Regions from separate parts of the Lactuca sativa genome. Here region 2 is linked to region 1. The links are chromatin contacts, called in public Hi-C maps. All regions are on one chromosome and are shown on one strand. Each heading gives the region's core, a stretch centred on a gene start, on an enhancer-like site or on the middle of the called end of the contact. The rest is flanking DNA. Distances are from core to core; before and after follow the strand shown.

What was found. Hi-C and Micro-C count contacts between places; a contact is called where the count stands out from the background.
Region 2: a Hi-C map of seed shows a contact between it and region 1, with 7 times the contacts expected there. The contact joins the promoter of LOC111913241 here to the promoter of LOC111898320 in region 1. A contact is called at or near these places in 3 of 4 Hi-C or Micro-C datasets (leaf and seed).

What each region holds. Positions count from the first base shown.
Region 1 is chr3:242,030,379-242,036,613 of Lsat_Salinas_v11, forward strand. LOC111898320 (protein NLP9) reads right to left here and starts at 2,842. Exons shown (of 6, transcript XM_023894240.3): 1 at 2,707-2,842; 2 at 1,245-2,492; 3 at 982-1,026; 4 at 1-481. The coding sequence starts at 2,147.
Region 2 is chr3:242,194,743-242,200,977 of Lsat_Salinas_v11, forward strand. LOC111913241 (deacetoxyvindoline 4-hydroxylase) reads right to left here and starts at 2,830. Exons shown (of 3, transcript XM_023908958.1): 1 at 2,195-2,830; 2 at 1,732-2,053. The coding sequence starts at 2,712.

The DNA.
Region 1 (6,235 bases), core at 1,592-4,091:
TCATGTTAACAGGAAGAAAAAACTCCAAGATATAATCATCATCACCAGTGTAAGTACTCCTGAGTCTAATTGCAACAGCAGCATTTAGGCCAAATTTTCTTGCATGTTGGACAAGTGGGTATTGGCGAATATCGTAGTCTTTTACATCAGGGTAGAAAAAAGGGTGATTTGATTGAAGGGCTTTTCCGGCAATTCCTTGTCCTTCTTCAAGGTGATGTTCACTGCATGCTTGAATGAAGCCTTGCATTTCTCGTTCGTTGACGTAACAGGCGTCGGTTTGGATGCATAGGATTGGTTTTTCTGATGAGTTGAAATTACGTTTTCGCCCTCCGACACGTACTTTTATGGTTTCGTCATGGAGTTTTTCGTTGTAGCTACATGGGATCCATGTTAGGGCAACGGGTAGTCTGTGTGCATGGCATACTGCTCGAAGAACATCCGTTATTTCGGATAGTGCAGCCATTTGGTTTTTTGAGAGGCACTGCAAAAATGATGATCCAACAAAAAATCAAGACTTTGCGTTCCAAGATACATAAGGGTAAAATGGTCATTTTCTCCTATGGAGCTAAGTGAGAGTTGAGTGAGTTTATCAAAAGATCAACATTTCACATTCAAGTTGATCCTATAATGCAACATAGTATATGGAACTAAGCAGCATAGTGGACTACATGCAAAAGAAACACAAGGGTAAAATGGTCATTTATACTTTTTTTGACTGTTTAAGAAAGAAAGTTTTCCAGCTTTCCCGGATCTAATATCAGGGAAAAATAATATAAAAACATGGATTCGAGTTCATTAATTATCTCATGAAAGAAACAAAACATTTCATAGATGATTATCCAGATTTGAATTGTGCTCAAGAAGGGTTTAGTTGGGTTTCGTAAGAAATACTACAATGGGATCATTTAAACAATTTGACATTATATATACAAAGGAAATCTATTTAACCTTGCAATAAAATCCACCCTATTCATCAAATACCTGCTTATATAGTCGAGGAGGTGCAACACTTTTCAGGTTCACACTCTGCAAAGATTAAAAAAAAAAATAGAGGTTATAATTTTACAACAGCATAGATTCACAAACTATGCAGAAAACAAGAAATCAAGACTGAGTGCATGATCTTTTACAAGAAAAGATTAACAGCACAGTTGGTTTACCAAAGGATTAGAGTAACTTCACCAAAGAAACAAAAGAAACAGTAACTCCAAACATATTCCTTCTATGAGTAACAAAAAGTTTACCTCAAGAGCACGTGAAACATGATCCATCTCTGCACTGAAATCAGCCTTCTCTTTCATTGTAACAAGTTCAAGAACAGCACAACAAGATGTATCATATGAGTCATCTTCAAAAATAGGTAGAGCAATAGATCCTCGGACTTCATGACTAAGTGCAAGATCTTTACGCAGGTATTCACCTTTATTATAGTGGGAAACATTTGAAGTCCACTCAGGAACTTTTGAGCTGAAAACCCTACCAGGAAGCCCTAAAAAGCCACCAGGTTTCACTTCAGCTGAAAACGTGAAGCCTCTGGAAACTTCTCGATATCCAGCCAGCATCTGATCAAGCAAATAAGGCTGCTCACATGTGCTTAATATATACTTATCACCTTCCATAATTGGAACCCAAACTTGAGCCAAAATCCCTGCTCCAGATGAATCTTTGAACAAAGACAATGCTTTCAACATCTTTTCAGCAAGGGGTCGACCACCTGGTGACCTATGGATGATACCATTTCCATTTTCTTGAAATTTTTTCTGTTGACAAGAACTTCCATTTCCATTTTCATCAGATGAATTCACAGGTATGGTGAACTGGGTGTCTGGGGTAGGAAAGGATACTCTTTCTACGCCATTAATTTCTCCATCAGTTGGGAGAAAACCGGATTTGACTTGTTCTGTGAAGTTTGTGTAATCATAGGGTGCATAGCCGGCTGATAGGGCAAAAGATGCTAACATCTGATCAGCTGCTGAAGGACTTGTACACCACCCAGCGTAAGTATCAAAGTTCATGAGCTCAGAGAAGCTGTTGAATGGGTCGTCTGGCCTTGTGAAACCATCCATGGATGCAGGATTCTCCATCTGAGGTCTTGGAGAAGCCCAGAAACCTATCGGCTTATCTTTTGATGGGGAAGGGAATTCCATTTTGAAGATTGTTCACAGCGAAACTAGAATTCCTACATCTGCTAGTTTCAGTCTTTTAAGACTCAACGATAATACGATCCCACCGTGGAGTTTTTTTTTTATCTCGATCTCACCAAGTCGTAATATGTGTCGGAGACTCAAATTCAACGAAGCTAACACGGCAGACGAAAATCAAATACTAATCGGTGCAGAAGCCAAGTGATTTCTGAAGATATTTAAAGGGGAATAAGTATAAAACAAACCTGGGATGGAACAAATTGGCCTCTTCCAGCTGCGAATTGCGGAAAGCCACAGATGTTCATATCAATAACACAAATCCAATCTCAGATTCATGACTTTTACTGGCTGAAGAATCCAAGAAATGACCAAACATACAACCAATCAATGAAATAGTAGTTTAACTATTAAGGAAATTGAATTTTAATAGTTGGCAAGCAAAAAAATACCAAAACTAAGGAACCCTAAACTGTAAAATTGAATCGATATCTGGTGCTTATAGCTTGCAAAATTACCGACCATTACCGACCAAAGGAAGTTGACAAAGAAGCGAGTTGAAAACCTCGAAACTATGCGAACCCCAGACTCCGAGAGAAAGAGGATTGCTCTGAAATGGCTACGGGAATTGAGAAATGAGGTGGACTCATTCCAAAAATAGAATGTGCACGTCAGAACACAACAGAAAACCATTTTACTACCGCCTATAAAAGGAAGCAGGCTTTGTTTTGTTGCCCTTTTACATTTTACTACACAATTACACAAACGGTTGTAATCATTGGTTTTATTTTTGGGAAAAACTAAAAGTTCAAAATCTGATTATTATCCAGCAAACATAGAAAGTTGAAACTTGGAACTATTAGGCAAGGGCGAGTGGGTTCGATATTGAATCGACAAAAGCCAAGCATCCTGTCTTTATGCTAAACTTAGGATGGCAACTCGTGAACGGATATAGCGGTTTCACTAATAATGATATCTTCGTAAATCCCAAAAAAACCTTGGGTTTTGCTTTTTTTAGCAAAAATTATCATGGATATGGAAGTCGAGTTGAACATGTCTGTCGGACAGAAAACAGTTGTTGAGTGTTTTCGAGCATCTCATGCTCATGATTTTCTGCTAACCATCAATACTGATGGTCTTAAATGTATGGTCTCAGCCAATATATGTTTCCTGTGAAATACCGTACTATCTTTCGATATTGGCTCGTGATTCCTTATTCCCACGTCAACGGATATGCCCAATTAACCGCAATGCATGTTTGGATATATATGGTTCGTTATACAGAGCTTTCAGACTTCAAATACCGACATGTTTATGGTTAGGGATGTTCTCTTTGACGTCTATCAGCATACAAATATTTTCGTTAAAAAAGAAGCAACTGTGAATTTTGTGAACTTTTTGACTGACTCACTGGATGGAAGATCCACACTGACATTTTTGTCTTTAGATGGATAGGAGGAAACAGGTTTCTGGATCTTACTGGGGTCTCCCTTCTCGTGGGTTTGAGGAGTGAGAGTTTCACAACGGGACATACTGTTTTTGAATTCGCCGCGTGGAAAGTGACAAAACACAAGAATGAATGCATTAAAAATCAACATGTATTTATACATTTCGCATTTGATACCTTTGGTTTCTCGCACTAGAGGTAGTGGAGCTCCTCAATAGAGTCGAACGAGTCATGATGTAACAACCAAATGGCGTCCTGAACTAGGTGCTGCTTGTGAAATATGGAATGAGATTAAATTTGAGTTTCAGGCAATGGATACTTTGGATCAATAACTTTCGTTCTCTTAATTGAATTTCAATTAAACTCGGCCCAATCTTTTACTAAAAGGATTGAGCCGAATCCAACATGCGTATATTTTAGATAGATACACATGGGACACTACTAACCACTTGTTTAATTAAACTACCTTCATTAGTTGGAACGACAAAGTTTTACTTAACCAACATAAAACCATACATATATTAATAGTTATACTTGCGTACATCACCTAGAAAACCCCATATCTCGATTATCATAAAATAGAAAGCAATAATATCATACAATACAAGGATTCATGATGAAAAATAGTGGTTGTACAACGTTAATGCCTATTGCTCTACATGGAGCATCTCTCAATTGTCACAAAATAGTGGCTAAAACCCACGTTTCTTTTCCAAGACTACAATTGAAAAGAACTTTTGCATGCAACGTGTACAACATAAACTATTGCCCACATCACATGAGACCCACAGTACAAATTTACAACCATATAATCTCATATATATTCTTCCCATGAGGCACCCCAAAAACTCACGTAAACAATCCCCTCTTCTACTTTTCTTTGTTGATTTTGAGCTGAAAGTTGGAGACCATAAACCCGTTTGTTGATCGCCCAAAACAACCCGAACTCTTCCTTAGTATCAGTTTTAAAGGTGACACAAGAAGCCTTCCTAAAAATGAACAAGTCTCGAGTTTAGATCATGCAACAAAGGTGAGTCTTTATGACCCCTTTTCTTTTATTTTTACAAATTTTGGGGGGAGATACATACATACGTTGCATGCTAGATAAGAAAGTATAATACTATAATATGTCATATACTCTCAACATTCTCTGTAACATGTTACCACCCAACATCTTATTTATATAAAAAAACATGCAACAAATATACAAAAATATTTCATGCATGATAAAACTAGTCTCCTTTGTTGCTTATGTAGCGTTAAAACAATTATATGAAATATTAGATGCCAATATAAATATATGTATTGGTATTATCTTTGTGACATAAGTCCATGCAAGTATTTTTGGTTGATAATCAAAACTAACCATTAGTGTTAGAATGGTCATTAATAAAACAAATCAATAAAATTATAGACTTAGGACATACTTTGTTAATTTATTTACAAGCAAGGTCTAAAGTGTAAATATAATATGAGATAACTAGGCTTATAGATACATAAGTGTTCCATTGGATTTATGTTATAAAACATGATTATTTTTATATAAAATTGTTATTTTATACAAAAATGGAGTTTATAAAAAGACCTTGTAATATTTTATAAAATAAGTAGTTTTTATAAAATATGATTATTTTTATATAAAATTGATATTTTATATAAAAATAGAGTTTATAAAAGGATCTTGAAACATTTTATAAACTATGTAGTTTTTATAAAATATGATTATTTTTATATAAAATTGATATTTTATATAAAAAAATAGAGTTTATAAAAGGATCTTGAACATTTTATAAACTATGTAGTTTTTATAAAATATGATTATTTTATATAAAATTGATATTTTATATAAAAATTGAGTTTATAAAAGGATATTGTAACATTTTATAAAAATAAGTAGTTTTTATGAAATATGATTATTTTTATATAAAATTGTTATTTTATATAAACATGGAGTTTATAAAAAGATCTTGTAACATTTTATAAAGTAAGTAGTTTTTATAAAATGTGATTATTTTTATATAAATTTGATATTTTATATAAAAATAAAGTTTATAAAATGATTTTGTAACATTTTATAAAAATAAGTAGTTTTATAAAATATGATAATTTTTATATAAAAATGATATTTTATATAAAAATGGAGTTTATAAGGAGATCTTGTAGTATTATATAAAAATGAGTAGTTTTATAGAATATGATTGTTTATATAAAATAAGATATTTTTTATAAAACTTATGGAAAGACTATTAACGCTTCAAGAAAACAAAGAATTGAAGTAATATTTTTATGTCTTCAATGTTATATAGATTCGAATTTACGTAGTCTTAAAAGTATATGTATAATAGTGTATGTACAACTATATATCTAAATGTGACGACAAAGAAATGCAAACGCTGTTAAGGCTCGGAATACAAACGACGACAAAAATCCTAGACTTAACAATTTAAGAATATTCTGTATGAGAAATACTTCATCGCTAAGAACTCAAAAACTTAGTACAATGTAACGACGTAAGTTTTCAAACCAAAATTTTCATTTTTTTTAAACACATAAAACTCTATATTATATTCATAAAAATCATATGTGTCTCAATGTCAACATGAATCCACACAAAAGTGATATCCCAGAATCCTCAACATAATCTCGA
Region 2 (6,235 bases), core at 1,580-4,079, 160 kb after region 1:
TTCAGGTTAAACTTCCTAGAATTAATGATGTTTAAAAAATATTTAAAAATAAAAATAAAAATATTAAATGTATACGTTTACGGTTATGTTCTTCATCAATTCACAAGTGCATATATCGAGAGTATCCCCACTACCATATTAACCACTTTTTAATTTATAAAACATATATTTTAATCGTTTATATGATACTTATTCAAATATCAAATTTTATATAGTAATATTAGTTAATTAATAGTTAATTTAGAAAAAGATACAACTAATAATAGAAGGACTATTGATTTCTAGTTATATTATAATCGTTGCTTATATATAAATATATTTATACGATTTATTTTGTAACTTAACCACATATTAAGTATTTTTAATTTTTAATATATATGCATGTCTATGACTCTATGTATGAATTGTTATATTCATGTAATAAAATAATTAAATAAATATATAGAAAATATACTAATATAATTTGGGATTATGAATAACATAACCATATGACAAATGTAAAATAATAAATAACTAGGCATTGAGAGGCTTAATTTTTTTATTATATATTTTTATTTAAAAATAAAAACTTATGATAACGATAAAGATTTTTTTTTCTGGTTCGTCCAGAAACTTTGAGGTTATTTAATTCCTCACAACCAGTCCTGTAAGTGAACTTATGATTTGTTAAAAATTATATATTAAGAGAGTGTTTGACAATATGAAAAAAACTTTTAAAATAATTTCTTATTAACACTTAAAAATGAAGATTTCAATAAATTATGATTTCTAACTTTTTAAAACTCCTTATAACTTTTTTGGTTGTAACATGTATAATTTAAGTTAAAAAATTTTTTAAAAAACAACTTATTGACATATTGATTTTTCTCAAAAAAAAAATAATAATTCAAATACATTTAAAAAAAACTCATTTTTTAACGACTATATATCATTAAGTCATTTTGCATAAAAAAAAAAAAATTGAGGTTCAAAATTAAAATCTCAAATACTATCTACGTACATATGAAAACAAAATTACATGTGATAAAAGTTAAAAACTTTTTGTTCCGCATGCACAATTTTGTGAAAGTATAAGGACCAAATTTATAGTTACCACTAAAAACAAGCATGTAAAATTGTAATTTTGTAAAAAAAATATATATATATATCCTATAAACAAACAAGTAAAAAAGATATAAAAAGATGTAAAAGAAAGTTATAAAATTTAGTTTTCTAAAAAATAAGTTTTTTAAAACTTTTACAATGAACTTTTTTTAAAATAAGTTAACGAATATTTATAAAAAAAGGTTTGGACAAAGTTTATAACAAAAAGTTAAATTTGAAGCAAAAAAAATTTAAAAAAAATTAAAATTTTTTACACAGAGTAGCGGATAAACGTTCATCAAGTTGCGCCGCAAATTAATTATTGTAAAATATGGAGAAAAAAAAATTAAAAAAAGTTGGACGAAAATCATAAAAGAAAGACAAAATTCCATAAATGGTCCCTCTGGTTTACCAACATGATCCTTGTGGTTTCCAAAATTATGAATTTGAAAAAAACAATGGATGAGCAGGATTTGGGTCAGGAACTCAGGTTAGTAGAGATGTGCAATAATGGTGGAGATGCTCTTGTGTGTATTCTTAACCCAAATTTAAACCCACAAAATGAAAATGTGAAATCTCTGGTAAAGTGAATTCCTTTTTGTTTATGAATGCATAGCGTAAGATTTTTCATGGTAACTTAAAACTTGCCTGTAAAAGGTCCGCAACATTAACCACTAAAGCTCCCGAAATTGGTGAGACATTAACCCACTCATTTTGATGGAGGACTTGAAGGCCACCCAATAGATCTTGTAGAATTATTGTAAAGAAACCAGCATCCGTATGACAATTAGTCCCTAAAGTCAATTCCGGTTGAGGACAAGTCGGGTAGTAATGACCCAATACAAAAAGTCCTTCCGCACAACCCAATTTCTCAAGGTGATTTGATTCAAGCCCAAGAGCTTCTGAGAATAACTTGAGCAGAGTAAACCCTAATTTCATGATGTGGTTGGAGTACTCCGTTAAAATATCTCTGCATATTTTTACATGTAAAGTCAATGTTATAAAGGTATAATTTGCTGATAGAAAAAGTGGAATATAATTTGGTATGTTGTTGAAATTATAATAATTTAAGTCAACTGTTAATAATAGTAGTAGAACATCGTATTAACACCTGCAAATCGATGGGATTTCTTCCGATCGTGGAGAATCAGGAGCCATAACCGACAGAAACGAATCACTCCAAACAGCTGAATCGCCTGTAAACAAATGGAAATTGCTAACATAGAAAAATCGCTTCTGAAAATCACGAGAGTAATACTTGATCTTCTCCTCCGTTTCCATCTCATGGAACCCTCGCACTCCATCAATCATCTCATCCAAAACTCTTTTCGGGATTCCATGATTGATTATTTGGAAAAACCCCCACTTTTCACAAGCATCCCGAACATTTTCGATATTCTTGCTGTCTTTAAGGTCTATAATTGGGATATTGAACTGATTTTGAGTAGTTGATGAGTTTGAATCTTCGATTATGGGTTGATCGTTGATAAAAATACGAGGGATTTTTGACAAGCCAGCGTCGATAAGGCCTTTGACACCGGATTTGGAATCATCAAAGGCTTTTAATTCGGACTCACGATCGTATTTCGATTGAATTGCTGGCTCGACTTCATGGGTGGTAGTTACCATACTTGCTTATGTAAGATGATTGACAGAGAAACCCGAAAATTGGGTAAAACGTTTAGGGTCAAATACTCAAATTCTTGATTACATGAACTAAATAGTTATTTTATAATTAAAAAAAAATTGAGCGAATTTTGGGATACCGGGTAGGGTAGTATTAGTACTAACGTTGTCAAGATTTGGATTATATGTAGGATATTTTTAGGTATGTAAGATAAGATCCCTAAAATAAAATATTATTTTAATCTATAATTTAAAAACATGAAAAATATTTCAAAACATTTAATTTTCATTCAAAAGTTATAAAAACTCCAAAATATTAGTCATAAGTCACAACGCAAGATGATAAACGGTAAATTGGTAAAGGATAAAAGACATGAAGTGGTAAAAAATCTAAGGAAGGTAGAATCAAATCGAATCCCGATCCTATAATCCTACCTACGATCTTAAGATCCTACCCTAAATACAATTCATTTACGATCTGACTCGTTTTTCATATCTAGGATCGTAGGATCGTACGATCCTACGACCAGGATCGCGATTTTGACAACAATGTTCTGGACTAGCGTTCCAGAATTATTTTTTTTTTTTTTATTTTTTTTTTTTTTTAGTTTTTACTTAAAAAATTATGTGTTGTATGTTAATTCTTTTGTTTATTTATGGTTTTAAATAAAATATTAATGAGTTTTCTAGGTTATAAAAAATCCATGGGGTGGAAAAATACTTAAACCCTTAAGTTTACATGCAACCTACAAAATGATCTATGTCTTCTCTATTGATAGCAATAACATATTAGCATTAAGAAATCCTAAAGAGAGACTATGAAAATCGAAATTAACATAAAGTTTAGGGCTATATACTTTTTGATTAATATAGCAAATAATTAAATCAAATCCTCTTACAGTTCCTTGGAAAGAAATCATCAAAATGATGACGCCTCTATGACTCACACCAAAACTAGAAACCCTAGAATGAGGAGGAGAGGAGAGATATGAATGGAATTTCGTTTCTATGCCTTTTGGTAATGTGGTGAACTAAAATTGCAAGTCAATGGGTCCTATTTATAGTTGAGGTAACTTAAAGGTAAAACAAAATTTGAATTAATTAAATATTAGATTTAATCTTAATTTAAATCATTTCATTTTATGCAACCAGGAGACTTCCAAAAACCTTAGGAAACCCTCTAAAACTGTCCATACCATAGAGGGTTCTAGAATTGTTTTTTTTTGTTCAACTACTAAACAATTACAATTCACCTATTGTACCTTTAATTAATTCAAATTAATCTCAAATGAATTCCAAATTAATTCTGATTAATAACTAATCAATTCTAATTGATTCCATGTTAATTTATTAATCATATAAATTAACAAATCAATTATTTAACAATTGATCTTATATTAATTTATTAATCATATAATAAAGCAACAAATTAACTGTCTAATTCTTATTAAATATTAATCATATAATATATTAACAAACCATTTCCCCATAATTTTCAATTAGTTTATTAATCATATAATAACCTAATAAATAATACTTTTGTCTCCTAATATCATTTCTAGTTATTTCTAGTCATGAAGGCAATCCAAAAATGACTTTGTTTTTAATTACAAGAATATACCAATTTAGTTACTAGCTTAGACACCTTAATGCAACAGTCACCCACTTGGATAAGTCTGTAACTACAATTACAAGTATAAACCTTAAACTAAACAGCAAAGAGTATTTTCCAAAGCCACTGTCGAACTCTGATTCAAATCAAACGTTGGCCCTAAGATAAGTGATCAACTATTCCTTCGTTCTACAAGATATCGTATGAACTGAGTCATGGATAAAATGATCAACTTCATGTTCATTTGTTATGTTTTCCGATTTCTCGATCTGTGATTCATTTAGACTACTAAATTGAACACATCAATTCAGTTCGGACCATGCACCTGGTTTTTCATAGATCAACTCAAATCATCGAGGAACCAACATATATCACTTTTCCTTATTCAGACAAAGGGAACGAATTACGTTGAATATATAGTCATACAATTTACATATCAAATCACACATGGAATAACCCTTTATAACATCCAGTTACGAGATGCATTTGAGCAAACCAATGCACAACTGATATGTAAACTATGAAATATATATATATATATATATATATATATATATATATATATATATATATATATATATATATATATATATATCTGCTTTAAGAATAAAAAATATTATCATCTTAGAATTACTTGTGATTGAATCCATAAAGTAATCTCTAGGCGTGTGTTTATCCAATACTTAAAATCTTTGTTTTCAAATTACTCATGAATATTGTAGCAATTCTAATTGCAATGCCTTAACCTCAATAGACAATCTACAATCAATTCATAATAATCTTAATTTACTACTTACTTCCAAAAGCATGAACGACTATGGAATTTTGAATAATATTAAAATTAATCAGGGAAGTAACACATGCAAAGTGAAACACAATAATAAATTAATTAACTATGGCATTATACCTATTGATTATACATAAATCCTTATTATTTAATCACCATAAAATTTATGAATTTATTCATTGTATAATGTTTCGAGTAATCAACTAACCACAATAACATCAATCATTCCATGTTATAAACATAGATACTATGCCTCTCGATGGTCCTTCCTTTGTGAACAGATCAAATGGACATTAGTCTAATGATGCTCAATTCATGATTCCAAATTCTTATCACTATCTAAGATGTAGGGAGTTTCATCTTTACATGCATCATCTTTTTGTGATGTCAAGGTTCGTAAGTCATAGAGATTGAGCCTTCGACACTCTAGAATGTTCCACTAGAACTTGTTACTAGAAATAATTCCATGGTTATGCAAATTCAAGGCACACTCCTTGAATGGTTCTCTTGTATTAAAGTTTCCAACTCACATGTAGATTTTTCAAACATCTCCCATTAAGGAAACATTTCTATATTCCAATAAGATCATCAATTCTGACCAAAAATCATCGCAATACAAAACGTGTCACTATGGTCCTTTCCAAATGATATCATACTTCTAACTATCCACAATCAACCAATCTGCGGTAAAGCCTCATAATGTTCTTGACAGTTTGTTTAATAGCTCTAGTCACATGAAAATTTTAATCCTTTTCACACAAAGCTGAAAGCATTTGAAAAATATAATAATAGAATATTATAGCATATGAAATCGATCCTATATCCGAAGAATTTGGTACTCGACTCATTATTACAAGGGTCTAAAATCTATTCAATTTCATGCTATAATATTTCCATCTTTAGAATCTCCTATGTTGAAACATTTAAACATACTATTCTTATATGTCTTTGACTAAGTTCTATTAAACTATGAAATCTAAACCTTTAGATTCGTAACGAAGTATGAGTGCCCTCTCCCTTAAGTCCATTATAGTGGAACATTTTACAAATTTTGCATTTGCAACATGCAATACCAGCATAACAATTATGCCCCCCACTAGCTTTTACATGTACTTAGAAATCAATTG